2 separate regions of the Mus musculus genome follow, and region 1 is linked to region 2. The links are chromatin contacts, called in public HiChIP or PLAC-seq maps. All regions are on one chromosome and are shown on one strand. Each heading gives the region's core, a stretch centred on a gene start, on an enhancer-like site or on the middle of the called end of the contact. The rest is flanking DNA. Distances are from core to core; before and after follow the strand shown. Region 1 overlaps Adssl1 (adenylosuccinate synthetase like 1). Region 2 overlaps Ppp1r13b (protein phosphatase 1, regulatory subunit 13B).

What was found. HiChIP or PLAC-seq counts read pairs in DNA pulled down with a chosen protein or histone mark.
Region 1: a contact with region 2 is called in an H3K4me3 HiChIP or PLAC-seq map of bone marrow-derived macrophages, with 7 times the contacts expected there. The contact joins two enhancer-like sites. A contact is called at or near these places in 1 of 115 datasets of contacts at active chromatin or transcription factors (bone marrow-derived macrophages) and 1 of 9 other capture datasets (embryonic stem cells).

Annotation. Positions count from the first base shown.
Region 1 is chr12:112,627,875-112,632,653 of GRCm38.p6, forward strand. It overlaps Adssl1 (adenylosuccinate synthetase like 1), which reads left to right. Exons shown (of 13, transcript NM_007421.2): 2 at 427-529; 3 at 4,380-4,442. Among named protein-coding and RNA genes, the nearest start is that of Adssl1, 10 kb to the left of the region's middle. Within about 2 kb of position 1,702, at least 263 of the 459 cell types and tissues checked have an H3K27ac peak or open chromatin away from gene starts, as enhancers often do. A contact at or near this core is called in bone marrow-derived macrophages, where this site is marked.
Region 2 is chr12:111,877,904-111,882,473 of GRCm38.p6, forward strand. The region is part of intron 1 of Ppp1r13b (protein phosphatase 1, regulatory subunit 13B); the gene reads right to left. Among named protein-coding and RNA genes, the nearest start is that of Ppp1r13b, 28 kb to the right of the region's middle. Within about 2 kb of position 3,023, at least 5 of the 459 cell types and tissues checked have an H3K27ac peak or open chromatin away from gene starts, as enhancers often do. A contact at or near this core is called in bone marrow-derived macrophages, where this site is marked.

The sequences.
Region 1 (4,779 bases), core at 452-2,951, 750 kb after region 2:
TCGCCTGGTCCTTTCATTTTTACCCAGGGTGGGGCCTGGTGAGGAGTGTGTGTGTGTGTGTGTGTGTGTGTGTGTGTGTGTGTGTGTGTGTGCAAGCTGGGCTGTGGGGTCTGCGCTTACCACCTCATTCCTCCCTGGTAGAGAGGGGAACTCAGCAAGGTCCACCTGCCAGGGCTGAAGTAAAGCCCTGGGACCAGGCTGGGCCTGAGCACCTCCATCTGGCCATCCCAGCATCAGATACTACTAACTCAGCCCAAGGTCCTGACCATGATTTAGACTCCCCAAGCCCTAACACTGGACAATACTTCTTATGCACCATGTCGGGAGAGAGCTGGCTTTAGAGTGAGGCTAGAGTCCTAGGCAGGCCCCTGTGAGATAGTCTTCAACCCTCGGGTACCAATGGCTCATTCCGGTCTCTGTTTCTAGGGGGGCAACAATGCGGGGCACACAGTAGTGGTGGACGGCAAGGAGTATGACTTTCACCTGCTCCCCAGCGGCATCATCAACACCAAGGCCGTGTCATTCATTGGTGAGTGCCCCTGCAGCCCCAGCCTGACTTCCTGAACCAGGATGCCAGTGTGTGTGGAGAGGGTGGGGAGTCTCACTGTACAAACCCCAAGGCTGGGCCTGCCTTGTGTGCTCCCCTGGAGCCCCCAGCCAGAAAGTGTCCTCTGAGCCTGGTCTCAGCAGGAGTCAGAGGGTAGAGGAAGCTTTGTGGCACACACAGAGCTCTCTCTGTCTCAGTGTGTGTGTGTGTGTGTGTGTGTGTGTGTGTGTGTGTGTGTGTGCTCAAGTTCATGTGTATGGATATGTTTGTATGTGTGGAGATGAGTGTGGAACAGTGTGCCGTCGGAGCACATGGGTCTGGGAACAGCCTGGGCACATTTATAGCTGTTCTTTCCTGATGCTGCCTGGGCTGTTATAGCCATCTACCCCTCGGACAGCTGTTCCAGATGTCTGACGAGGCTTCCCTACCCTGGTCTCTCTGGTTGATGAAGAACCCCCCCCCCCATCCAGCTCACCCCCAGCCCCTCTTGTCTTCATTCGTCCAGCTCTGGTTGATATACTTGTGGCTTATCTGACCCCCACATCTCAGTCAGGAAGCAAAGGCAAGGTACTGCCTGGCCAGAAGCCAGCAGATAGCACAGGTCTGGCCCATGGTGTAAGAGCAGAGGAAGGAAATCTACAAGGGGCTGGGGTGGGCGGAGTCAGGGCTCAGGCTGGAGTGGGCGTGGTTGGGGCTCAGACTCCACAGAGCCCCTCCTCTCAAGTACACGCTGTCTCTAGCCCTCCGGGTCCAGAGCCAGGATGGTGGTGACAGTCACCTTCCACAATGAGGAGCCCCAGCTACCGAGGTGGCCTGCCCCCGTGTGTGCTCAGCAGAGCGGCAGAACGGGGTGCTGCCCATCCTTTGGGGAGCCTTCAGGAAACAAACTGCTTCTACCCATCCAGAACCTTCCCTGGTGGAACGTCACAGTGACAATGCACGTGACCCAGATCATGTGCTGCTCAGCCCTGGGGATGGCTTGGAGCTGACAACAGGAGAGTGACTGGCAACTGGAAGCTTGCTCAAGAACAGAGGAGCCGTGCTCATCCAAAGGGTGTCTGCTCGCTCAGAGCAGCCACTCTGCAGGAGCACCAGCCTGTGCTTGCGACACTCCTCGCCTCTCTGCTGCGGGGTTATTTCAAGATGTTGTGGCATTTGAGTGACCTTTTATGTTCAGGGTGGCTTGTGTAATCTCTGAGTCACTCCGATCTGGACTGGTGTTCCACCTCCCTCTGCCAAACCTATGCCATGGCCAACCCCACGAGGCTAGCGTAGGGTTCCTCCTGAGAGCAACGGTGATCTCTGCTTACTTGGATCTCCTCAGTCCAGACCCTACACTGGCGAGCTGTGTGGCTTCAGCAGGCCCTCCTCACCCCTCTCGGCCTGTGTATAGGCATCGAGCTGTGTGGGCTTACTCTGAGGATCCTGTATTTGGTTTTCCATGATAAACTATAGCCTCCAGGATCCTTGTAGGGTTCTGGAAACCTTTCCACATTTCTCTGTGCTTCCGATTCTTTTTTTTTTTTTTTTTTTTTTAAGTAAGTACACTGTAGCTGTCTTCAGACACTCCAGAAGAGGGAGTCAGATCTCATTACGGATGGTTGTGAGCCACCATGTGGTTGCTGGGATTTGAACTTCGGACCTTCGGAAAAGCAGTCGGGTGCTCTTACCCAGTGAGCCATCGGAAGCACCAGCCCGTGCTTCCGATTCTTATGGAACTGCTTCATTGAACCATCATTTACACATTACGTCAGGGGTGGAGAAGGAGCTCAGTGGTTAAGGACACCAGCTGCGTTTCCAATTTCCGGCACACACGTGGTAGCTCACGAGTCGGTAACTGAAGTTCCAGGTTATCTGACACCCTCTTCTGGCCTCCATGGGCACCAGACATGCTCAGTCATATGCAAGCATAACACCCACACACATCAAATGCAATAAAATAAAATATTTTAAATTACCCACTGTAAAGGTGAGGCAGCACAGTTGATTCTAGAATGTTCTGAGGCAGTAGTTTATATTTGTGTTGTTTTGCTTTGCTTTGCTTTTAAGGAGGGGTCTCATGTAGCCCAGGCCAGACTGGAACCTGTTCCAAAGCCAAGTCTAACCTTGGCTTGTCCTCACCCTGAGAAGTGGGTTGATTTGAAAATTTGAGAACCCAGACTGGCTCCAAACTCATGATCCTCTTGCCTCAGCCTCCCAAGTGCTGAGAGTCTGGGCCTGCACATCATGTTTGCTGTGGGCTTAAAGCTGCTGTTCTGAGTCCAGAGTCATAGCCACTTAGACCAGGATGCAGTCTGGTGTGCTGGGTAGAGAAGGCTAGCCCTGGAGGTATGCAGGGGTGGGGGCTGCAGGAACAGGGCACTGGGGAATCTGGGTTCTGTATATGTTGGATAGAAAGAGGGCTTCCTGCTAGGCCAACCTGGAGCAGGCAGCTTGCGGGCTTGGGACCCTGGCTGTGTTAAAGCTCAGTCCCTCCTCTCTGGACTACGGTGGTTACCACATGGAAGACAGCCTCCGTTCCTATTTGCTTTCTGTTGCTGAAGCACTCCGACTAAAAGCAACTTGGGGAGGAGAGAGTTTATTTGGCTTACATTCCCAGGTCACAGTTCATTGTTGAGGGAAGCCAAGGCAGGAACTTAAATAGGATCTGAAACGAAAACCAAAGAGGAATTCTGCTTACTGGCTCTCACTCTCTGGATCATTCATGCCCAGCTCTATCTGTCAGTTTATCTATCTATCTATCTATCTATCTATCTATCTATCTATCTATCTATCTATCTACCTACCTACCTACCTACCTACCTACCTACCTATCTATCTATCTATCTATCTATCTATCTATCTATCTATCTATCTATCTATCTATCTATTTTCTCCTCCTCATTCTTTGTTTGGGTCTTGCTATGTAGACCAGGCTAGCCTTGAGTCATAGAGATCTTCTGTGCTTCTTCCTCTAGACTGCTGTGATTGAAGGCATGCTCCACCATGCCCAGCCTCGGCTAACTTTCTTTTACAGCCCAGGCCCCCGCCTACGAATGGCATCACCCACAGTGAGCTAGGGCCTCTCACATCAATTAGCAATCAGGACATGCTCACAGGCCATCTGATCAAGGGAGTTCTTCAGCTGAGGTTTCTGCTTCCACACTTAGGCTGTGTCAAGATAAAAACTAAACAGGATGCCTCCATAACTGCCCTTGCCTCACACCAGCTGGGGCTGAGTGTGCAGCTTCCCCAGACACTCCATCTGCCTGCGTTTTAGGGTCCTCCACTCCTCCTGACAGCTCACTTCCTGAGGCACTAAGAAATATCCCAGCATGTGACATTCACAGCTATTTATCCCCTAACCTTCCAGAGGCCTCACTACCCTCTAAGATGTGTCAGTTATAAAAAGTTGCTATTGCCATCTGGAGCAGGCTCAGTGCTCAGCCCTTTTGGGTGAACACCCAGGATTGAGACTCATGGGGCACCACACCACTGTCTGCAGAACTTTCCATACCACATACTAACACTATGGAGCCCTAAACTCCAGCCCACCTGCCCATCCTCCGCTTCCCCCAGGGTCCAGAGACTGATCGAAGCTCTCTGTCTAGCTGATAGGTCCAGAAGCTCTCTGTCTTCCTGAGTGTGGCAGCTTGAGACCTCACCTTAGTGGGCTGTAGGGGGTCATATCTTCCATGTCTGAGCCCAGTGTCCCCAAGTGTCACCATGCTGCTGCATGCGATCGAGTGACCACATCCATCCCCATGGTCTGGGTCCTTGAGTTGTTTGCCCTTGCTGTTGACCCATACCATTTGAAATGTAAATAGTCATGAGTCTGTGCCCTGTGTTGCAGGCAATGGCGTGGTCATCCACTTGCCGGGCTTGTTTGAAGAGGCAGAGAAGAACGAGAAGAAAGGTAGGTCATCTGTGACCTTGCCCCCTCCCCCACAGGCCCACTCACTGTGCGCTAGCTCTGCAGAGCAGACAGCAGAGCCCTCACTAAGCAGCAGAAGCTGGGCAGCTCAGAATTTCTAAGCTCTGCCTACAGCATCACAGGCCCCTAAATTGTCAAAGTGCAGGACACGGAGGAAGAGGCTGAAGCGAAAGGAGCTCTAGCATGGGTGTGGTGTCTCTTGGGTTGCAGTCCGGGGAGCTCAGCAGGCAGTGCCAGGGCAGGGCTGTGGCTGCTGTGCACTGTGTGTGCTCCTTCAGAACACTTAAGCCAACAGTACTGAGGGGGAGGGTCACCCAAG
Region 2 (4,570 bases), core at 1,773-4,272:
GTCAGCCTTCAGCTGTGTCATCAGTACCTGGATCAGCACCGGGCATAAAGCATGGATTGACTACATAAATCCCCCAGTTATATGATTTGGTAGGACTTTTGAATCCTGAAGGATATGTGTTTGTCTGCCTTTTTATCTTCAAGTTTTCTTCACAATAAAGATAAGAGAAGGGCTGGTGAGATGGCTCAGCGGGTAAGAGCACCCGACTGCTCTTCCGAAGGTCAGGAGTTCAAATCCCAGCAACCACATGGTGGCTCACAACCATCCGTAACGGGATCTGACGCCCTCTTCTGGAGTGTCTGAAGACAGCTACAGTGTACTTACATATAATGAATAAATAAAATTAAAAAAAAAAAAAAAAAAAAGATAAGAGAATATTTACCCCTTTACCCACTGACTTAGTCTACATGACACAAGAAAAAGTATTATTGTGAAAGTCCAAAGCCATGATTAACATAAGATTAACATAAGAGTCTCAGCAGATTCCCTCATACCTCATATCGGGATGCCTCTAGACAGACTCCCTCCTCCCACAAGGTGGCGCTGCATGACAACAGGGAGCAATCCCACATTCAGAGAAAACTAAAGAAGTTAGATGCAGTGATGCACTTGAGGCAGAAGGATCAGGAGTCCAAGACTAGCCCCAACTACAAAGAGAATTTGAATCCAGCCTAGGCTATATGAGTCCCACGTCAATTTTTAAAAAAGATATAATAATAATTGGAAATTGACCATGTCTTAAAGGAAGAGTTGGCCTTAATAGAGTGATGAAAAAATTTCAAAATAAATAAATACTTAAGCCTAAAAATGCATATTAATATCAGTACTTGGGATTGTAGTGCAAAGGCAGGCTAGGCTGATCTCTTGAGTTCGAGGATAGCCTGGTCTACAGAGCACACTGCAGACAGCCTGGGCTACATAGAAAAACCCTGTCTCGAAAAAAGAAATCTTAAAAAGAAAATTGAAAGTCACAACTCAGACTAAAAAAATTATCTGGAAAAGTGTACAGGCAACAAGGAACTTGCATCCTAAAACACAGAAAGTTCTTAACATCAGTATGGAAACACACCTTTTCTAAGGAGCAAATGATGTGAACACACATCTAAGCAAAGCTGACGTGCAAATGCCATGTGTGCACAAGAAGTGTCGCGGGGAACAGCTTTCAGAACAATGACACAGTAGTCACCCTCAGTCAGGCAAACGGCCCTCCATAGTCCTGCCAACTCTGCTGTCACTGTTTCATGTTACAGGCACGCAGCAAAAGGAACTAAGCAGTAGACAATGCCACAGCCACTTTGGAAGACAATCCTATAAAATGTCCTATAAAACAAAACAGGGGTCACAGCTCTAATTCCAGTCCAACACTTGGGAGGCTGATGGTGTACGAGGAGTGCTACAAGTTCAAGACTAGCCTGGACTTCACAGTTAAGTGCCAGGCCCATCTAGGTACAGTGTCTCAAAACCTCTCCTCAAACACAAAAACACTTTTACCATATGATGTTTATTTTCACACAAAAGCTTGTATCAATTCTCAGAATTGCCAAAAATTTGGACACAACCAAGATGCCATTAGTAGATGAATGAGTCAACAAACTGACCTATTCAGACAGTGTAAGACTACAGCAATAAAAAGTATGTGCCATCAAGCCAGAAAATGACGAGGAGGACCTCTAACTATAAGCTGCTGGGTGAAACTGGTCTGAAAGGCTACATACATACTGCTGGATTCCAACTGTATAAGATTCTAGAAAAACAAAACAATAGAGTCTGGATCAGCTACAGGGCTGCAAGGGAGAACGGACTGCAGGGTCTTTCAGGACAACAAAGCTATTCTGAATGACACTGGAAGTGTGGAACATTACACATCTGTCAAAACTCACAGAGCTATATTCCAAGAGTGAAGCTCAGCCTATAAGCCAAGGACCTCAGTCAACCAAAACATATCAAAACTGGTCCATCACTGTAACAGATAGATCACAATGATAGTTAATAAGTGCTAGGTCTGCGGTGGGATGAGAAGAAAGCAGGAAAATTGTGTTTCTGTTCCATTTTTCTGTATTCCTAAAACTGCTGTAAAATGGAACAATAATATGAACTAGCCAGTACCCCCAGAGCTCCAAGGGACTAAACCACCAACCAAAGAGCACACATGGTGAAACTCCTGGCTCCAGCTGCACATGCAGCAGAGGATGGCCTTAGTTGGACATCAATGGGAGGAGAGGCCCTTGGTCCTGTGAAGGCTCCATGCCCCAGTGTGGGGGATGCGAGAGCCAGGAATGGGAGTGGGTGGGTTGGGGAGCAGGGGGATGGGGGGGATGGAGGAGGGTGTTTTTGGAGGGGAAACCAGGAAACGGGATAACATTTGAAATGTAAATAAAGAAAATACCCAATTTTTTTTAAAAAGGAAAAAAGTTAACAACAACAACAACAAAAGTGCTGTAAAATGGTATTTAATGTAAAATAAAAGCAAAAACAAAACAGCAAAAAACAGCAGTATCCTGTACCTGGCAAGAGTGCATGCAGACATTGTGTGTGTGAGAGTGTGTGTGTGCGCGTGTGTGTGTGTGTATGAGTGTGTGTGTGAGTGTGTGTGTGTGTGTGTGTGTGTGAGAGAGAGAGAGAGAGAGAGAGAGAGAGAAAGAGAGGGACAGAGAGAGACAAAGAGACAGTCAGTCAGTCACAGGAGAGGGGTGTCTATAAGAACTGAGTCACCTAATAAAATGTTTCTTAGTGTAGACCATGGCCCAATACTTTGAGAGAATAGCAGGATGGTCTTATGAAATTCTCAAGAGCTAGTATTAAACTAAAGGAAGAGTCACTGCCCTAGGAAAGTCACTGGCACCACTAGTTTCCAACCTCCTTAGTGCAGTGTAAGGGCTTCTCACACCCTTAACTTCTGTCTTTACTCTAAGACAGCTACTACTTTTCACTTTACAGATTAGGAAAAGGGGCTTGGAGAGCTTAATCATGGGTTCAAATCATGGAGCTCACAAAACTAGAGAGAAAGAGAGCTTAACTCACTCTGCCTGACTCAGAGCTAAGGCACTCTGAACCAGTTCTCCAAAGCACTTCCCCAGTGCATCAAAATACAAAAGAGAGGAGAAAATGTTTCTAGAGATTTTTTATATGAGAGTTCTAATAGTCTCTTGATTGGTATAATCTTTCATCATTCGTTTATATTTCAATTAGCCAGGTTATACCTAATGCTTTTATTTAAAGTTATCAATTGCAAACTGAGAGCTTTTCCCCATGTAGGCACTATATATACTGTGGGATAAGAGCAAAGAATCATGGCATTTCCTCCAATTAACCACAACAATGGAACAGAAAAATTATTTGACCTAAACCATATAAACTTTCTAATTAAATGTTCTTGGCCTTTAATCCCAGCACTTGGGTGTCAGAGGCAGGCAGATTTCTGAGTTTGAGGCCAGCCTGGTCTACAAAGTGAGTTCCAGGACAGCCAGGGCTACACAGAGAAACCCTGTCTCAAAAAAACAAAGAAACAAAAAAACAAAAATAAAAACAAAAGTCTACTATACCCTGCCCCATATGTATTTTTAATCTGCATTACTCATATACTGAAGAGAATTACAGATGTACATTACACATAAGCCTGAATTCACGCTATCATTTATAACAGCCAAAAATAGAAATAGCCCAAACTTACAAAGATAATTTAGAAATTTTACTTATGTTTCTGTGTCTGCCACCTGTGTGTACATGCCTATGGAGGCCAGCAGAGAGGGACTGACAGAGCCCATGGAGCTGGAATTCAAGGCAGCTGTAAGCCACCAGCTATGGGCATCATCTTCCTAAAGAACAACAAGCACTTTGTACTGCTGAGCCATTCCTCCAGTCCTAACTGCCCAAACTTACTGTTGCAAAGTTTTTATTTATTTATTTACTGTATATGAGTACACTGTAGCTGTACTGATGGTTGTGAGTCATCATGTGGTTGCTGGGAATTGAACTCAGGACCTTTGGAAGAGCAGTCAGTGCTCTTAACCGCTGAGCCATCTCTCCAGCCCAGCCCAGACTTACAAATGGCTGAATACTATGTAATGTACTCTGAACTTAGATTATTACTTGGTGGTGGTGCACACCTTTAATGCCAGCACTTGGGAGTCAGAGGCAGGCAGATCTCTGAGTTGCCAGTCTGGTCTACAGAGTGAGTTCCAGGACAGCCAGGGCTACACAGAGAAACTCTGTCTCAAAAAACAAGCGCAAACAAAAAAGAATAATTCTATTCATATGAAATGCCCGGAGCAAACTACCCATGAAGACAGGAAGCAGACTAGTGGCTGCCAGGAGCTGCAGGGACAGTTGATAAGAATATGGTTTCTTTGGGGAGATGAAGATATAAATAACTAGATAGCCATAATGATGGTACAATTGTGGATGTTTTTAAAAGCCCAGAACTATGTGATTATGTATCAATAAAACTTATTAAAACATTCTTAGTTATGCCAATTCAATCTATCGATATTTTTTCTCAATGAAGCAGCTTTAACTATTATAACAGGGCATTGTACCACTGGCTCATATCCCAGGAATCAGGAGACCAAGA